Regions from separate parts of the Sus scrofa genome. Here region 2 is linked to region 1. Evidence: chromatin contacts called from public targeted proximity ligation data. All regions are on one chromosome and are shown on one strand. The core of a region is the stretch at or near the end of the contact, and the rest is flanking DNA. Distances in the headings are between cores, read along the strand shown. Region 1 overlaps HIP1 (huntingtin-interacting protein 1). Region 2 holds the start of POM121C (nuclear envelope pore membrane protein POM 121C).

Region 1 (2,700 bases), core at 199-2,698:
TAGATCTAGAAACAGATTCTGTATTCCCTTCCTGTTCACCTGGGCAGGTGACCAAGGCTCCCTGAGCCAGGGTTTTCCCCCTTGGGTAGTGGGGATAATCCCAGAATCTTCCATAACGGGCTGTGGGGAGGCAGAGGCATTAGTAGGTATGTTGGAGGCCTAGACCAAGGGCTGGCGCATGGCACACATTCACCAGCTGTTAGCAATTCCTATTTCCAGATGAGTAGAGCCCGATGAAAGTTTTCGTCGCTGTTACTCACCCACTAAGAGACATTAAGCTGTATCCATTTTCCACTGTCGAGGTGAGAGCCTTGTACACTCATCAAGATGTCTACTCAGTCACTGCCTGACCCTCTGATAACTCGGGCTTTAAGATTTGGGCTTTTCAGAATTTTTCTTATTGATGGGTTTTGAGCTGAGTGGTGCTTGTGGGGAAGTTGCTTGGACGGCGGTTCTCGCTTCCATTTCCCTTTCATTGTAACCTGGGCTCTTTGCTCCCAGCCTCCCCTATGCCTTTTCAGCTCTGCAGCAGCACTGCCATTGGGCACTGGCCCACATCCGTGCCTGGGGCTGGTCTCTCCTCAGGACGGCCCTGCAGGCCCCTTCTCCAGGCCGACTCCCGGGGTCCAGGGAAGGGTGGTCATCTCTGAACCCTCAGCCTAGTCACATCCTCACCCCCGGCCTCCCTGCAGCCACCCACCAGCCCTTCCTCTCCCTGGCGGTGTGGCAGTGCTGACATCTTTCCCCCCACCTAGATGGTGCCCTTTGTTATTTTGGGGGAGGGGGTTGTTTTTTGTCTTTTGAGGCTAGGGTTGAATCAGAGCTACAGCTGCCAGCCTACGGCACAGCCACAGCAATGCAGATCCAAGCTGCGTCTGCAACCTCCACCACAGCTTCACGGCAGCACCAGATCCTTAACCTACCGAGAAAGGCCAGGGATCAAACCTGCGTCCTCATGGATACCAGTCAGATTCGTTTCCGCTGAGCCATGATGGGAACTCCCGATTGTGCCCTTTGAAGCCAGGACTTAGGTCTTACCCATCTGGAAGTTAACTTACAGCACTTGACGTGGCTGCTCAGTATTTGTTTGGTGAATGAATTTACTGAATGCAGAAAGGCAGGGCTTAAACAGAGATGGTTGTGGGAGGGGGAGTAGTCTAGGTTACAAAGGTGGCTTGAAGCTTGGGGTACAGCCATGAGCCCCTGGACATGTGTGGCAAGGTTGGAGCTGTCCTTTAGAAAGTGAGGTCGTGACCACCAGGAGCTGGTAGCCAGAAACCAGCAGGAGGTCAGGCTGGGTGCCCGGTGGGGGTTCACCCTGCCTGGGCCTTTTGGGTGTCCCCCTCCACACCCCTACACGTCTCTTGAACCTTGGGCTCTTCCCCTGAGGAAGGGCTGTCCGTCACCCCGCAGGAAACAGAAGTGAGATTTCCTGGCTGCTCTGCTTTCTGAGGAAGTCACATCACAGCCTGGGAGCTGGTGATGAAATCCACCTCCAGAATTAGCAACCACCCCTCTCTCCACTTTAGAAAACTGTTTAGCAAATCCACCCCAGCTCATTATTAATCCCTGGGTCCGGGGCTGGAAATAGCCATCAGAGTTTCTGCCTGCCAGCTGGGGCATTCCATGCCCCCCACATCCCCCACACCGAGGGTAACCGGGTCCTGCCCTGCTCATTCCACTCTCCTGTCTTTGGCTCTGACCTGAGATCAGTGCAGCCTAGACTTTGGTTGCATGTTAGTAAGGACTTCAGTTCCTGGAAGCTGGGGCCTGACATTGACCTGTGTGTTCTCAGGGGAAATGAGTCAGAATGATCCTTCCCAGGCCTGGAGCGTTGGAGCTGGCATGGGTGGGTCTAAACTTGGAGTGAGATCTTGGTTCCTCTGCTGTTTACCAGCCAGGTCATCAGGCATCACGACCAGCCGGATAAGTCACTTAACCATTCTTGTATCTCAGTTTCCGCATCCAGTCAATGGACTTAGCAGCTGCGGTGCTACCATAGGCTGTTACTGTAAGGGTTACATGGGTTGCCAAAACTCGGCCTTTGTGTACCAGTGCTAAGAGAAACACAGAAACAGGGTTTTGGGTGAAGGAGAAACAAAAATAGCTTCATTGCTTTGCCAGGCAAAGGAGGGCACAGCAGGCTAATGTCCTGAAGACTGTGCCCGCCTTTGGGAAGCAATAGAAAGTGGTTTTATAGTTGAGGAGGCAGAAAATAGGGCCCCAGATAAGGATCAGGGCAGATGCAAGCTTTGATTCTTCTTCAGAGTTGGTGTTTAGTGGCCCCGGGACTGGGTCTGGAGGCCCTCCTTGAGGTTTTCTTTTGTTGGGGGTTTTAGGTTCTGCAGAAGCACTCAAAGGTATTATGCATATTCCTTAAGGAGGAACCAGGACCCTGCCCCAAAGCTGCACTGCGCCCCGTGGTTTCTGGTTCCTCCCTTCAGCAACTGTTTGAACCTGCCCTTTGGAACTCAGGGAAGGTCAAGGAGGCCGAAGCTCATTCCCTAAAAACACGATGTGGGGGACACAGAAAAAAAGCTTGTGCCCAGGAGCCCCACCGGGTCCTGCTTGGTTTCACCTGGAAAAAGGCCTGCAAATGAAACTGGGATCTACTACAACAGGAAGCTAATTGAGATGGAGAATAGAGTCTGTGTTTAGATAAGGAAATTGAAATCCAAAAGGCTGGTGGGTGGCTGAGGG
Region 2 (2,833 bases), core at 147-2,646, 110 kb after region 1:
TGAAATTTCAATGTAGTCATATTTATCTGTATTTTACTAAATGATTTGTGCTTTTTGTGTGTCTCTATCTTTGCCCTCTGAATGTTGAGGTGCCCCAGGGCTCAGGCCTTGGATCTCTTTAATTAACTGCCAAGAAATATTACTTAGTCTTGTAGCATCTGTACACTGATGGTTTACTTCTAACTCCTCTCCTGAACAGTAACATGTGATAATTTAAAGGATCCTGCTGAGAAAGATATTATCTTTCATCTTCTCTTATTATTGAATTTTGTTGATGGGAAGTTTGCAGCCATTGCCTCCATCTACTCATCTTCTAATCACTGTTTAACCCATTGTAGCTTGGCTTTTGTTCCACTATTCCACTGATACCAATACTGATGAGATTTTTTTTTTCCCTTAAGTAACACAGCCCAAACCCTTTCCTTTTCGAATGAGGTTTTGAATGGAATCACAGAATATTCAACAAATAGAAGCATCATTGCCCTGGGAATGGGTTGGGGAGGAAAAGAACTGCTCACTTGTCTCTCCCAGTTGCCCCAGAGGCATCTTTACTTAGCCCTTCCTATCTTTCCCATCTCCCTATTGCCACCAAAACCCTAATCTCAGCTATAATGAACTGTTTGCAGACTCCTGTGTCATACTTTCCATCTCTGTGCTTCTGAAAAATGCTTTCATCTACCTTGAACCTGTAAGCCACTTTTCTCAGCTCAAGTAACCCCTCCCAGCCTATCTTCCCCGTTATTCCTTCCCTCTTTGTGCCTGTTATCCCACTGTTACAACTTTCTATTTACATATCTTTCTTCCCTACTAAACTGAGGTTATCTAGAGATCAGAGACCCAGTGTTCTGCCCCCCCATTAATCTCTGTAATGTATATCAGTAATAGTATGAAGAAATGAATGAATGAATAGCTGAGGAAGCTGAGCTAGGCCAAAGCCTGAATTGGCAGACCACCGAACTTTTTATTATTATTTTTTTGTCTTTTACGGCCACACCCTAAATATAGAAGTTCCCAGGCTAGGGTTCAAATCAGAGCTACAGCTAGGCCTACACCACAGCCACAGCACCACGGGATCTGAGCCAGGTCTGTGACCTATAACTTATGACAACCCGGATCCTTAACCCTTTTTTTTTTTGTCTTTTCTAGGGCTGCACCCATGGCATATGGAGGTTCCTAGGCTAGGGGTCTAATTGGAGCTGTAGCTGCTGGCCTACACCACAGCCACAGCAACGCCAGATACGAGCCATGTCTGTGACCTATACCACAGCTCATGCCAACACGGGATCCCCAACCCACTGAGCAAGGCCAGGGATCAAACCTCCAACCTCATGGTTCCTAGTCGGATTCATCAACCACTGCGCCACGACGGGAACTCCCTCCCCAACTTTTTTAAAGAAAGTTTTATTAAGATATAATTCAAAAACCATACAATTCACAGGGTTATACAACAATCACCATAATCTAATTTAAAACATTTTTGTACCCCTCCCTCCAAAGGAAACTATCCTTTAGCAGATACTATCCATCCCCCAACCCCGAACACACTCCCCAGCCCTAGACAACCACTAACCTACTCTCTCAGGCTACCAAACTTAACACAGGTAAATTAATCACAAATCCCAAAAATCTACCCGATTCTGGACCACAGTGTGAAATTTCGTAGATCATTGTCCCCCTTTAGAGATGTATATTGCAGAAACACAAACATATTGCAGCTTCAGGTCTGATCTGCAGTTTACTAGACTCTTAGGCTGTCTGATCGGGAGTTTATAGTACGAGATCCATATTAACAAGGGTGGTTAGTTTGGGTTGGTCTTGCTTTTTATTGTTGCTGAAGTCAACTCCTTTTAGCAGTTTCTGCCGAAGGCAGAAAACAGAGTAACTGAAAAAACTCGCAACCTCAGGTAGCAATTGTGAAAAGTGCCTGAAAACAATCTCCTAGAGGGTGTTGAGCCCGCTAGAAAACATTAGGTGAGCAGTCGCTTTTGTGACTCTTCCAACAGGCTCACCTCTTGATGAGTGCTGTGCGTGTGGTCACGCGGGAAGCCTCAAGAATCAGAACTCGGCGTTTCAGCGAGGCAGCATTTTCTGAAATTGGTCGGGTCTAGCGCGTTGCCAGGCAGAAGCGTTGCCCCTCGCGGTTGCTCTTACAAGTCGCGTGCGAAGTGACGCAAGCGGCGCGCGGTGACGCGGCGCGCGGCGCGGTGCACGCTGGGATATTTAAGTCTTCTCCGCGGCGCGGAGCCGCGATGTCTCCGGCAGCTGCGGCGGCTGGAAGAGGCGACCGGCGGCGGCTGATAGCGAGTGTCAGGGACGGTCGGGCCCGGGGCTGGGGCTGCGGAGGGCCGGCAGGGGCGGCACTGCTCGGCCTGTCGCTGCTCGGCCTCGTGCTGTACCTGGTGCCGGCGGCGGCTGCGCTGGCCTGGCTAGCTGTGGGGGCTACCGCGGCCTGGTGGGGACTGAGCCGCGAGCCCCGAAGTTCGCGCGCCTTCTCCTCGCTCGTTCGGAACGCGCGCCGTCAGCGAACACTGCTCGCCTCGCCCCCGGCCAAGTCGGCAGTAAACGGAAATCTTCTAGAGCCGCGGAGCTTACTCGAAGGACCTGACCCCGCTGAACTGCTCCTCATGGGCAGTTACCTGGGCAAGCCCGGCCCCCCGCAGCCCGCCTCCACCCCGGAGGCCAGGGACGTGCGGGAGAGGCCCGGCCGCCGCCCACCTGCCCGCACCGCGGCGCCAGCTCTATCAGCCCATCCCCACCGCGTTCATACTCAACCCTCCCTCCCCACTCCTCTTCTCCGACCCTCTAGGAGGCCTTCCCACCGGTAAGATGACCC

The links.
Region 2: a contact with region 1 is called in a targeted proximity ligation map of alveolar macrophages. A contact is called at or near these places in 1 of 5 promoter capture datasets (fetal skeletal muscle), 3 of 47 Hi-C or Micro-C datasets (adipose tissue, embryonic fibroblasts and epiblast stem cells) and 2 of 2 datasets of targeted methods (alveolar macrophages and skeletal muscle).

Annotation. Positions count from the first base shown.
Region 1 is chr3:10,494,988-10,497,687 of Sscrofa11.1, forward strand. All of the region lies in intron 1 of HIP1 (huntingtin-interacting protein 1), which reads left to right. Among named protein-coding and RNA genes, the nearest start is that of HIP1, 80 kb to the left of the region's middle.
Region 2 is chr3:10,607,679-10,610,511 of Sscrofa11.1, forward strand. It overlaps POM121C (nuclear envelope pore membrane protein POM 121C), which reads left to right and starts at 1,397. Exons shown (of 14, transcript XM_003124420.5): 1 at 1,397-2,821. The coding sequence starts at 2,250.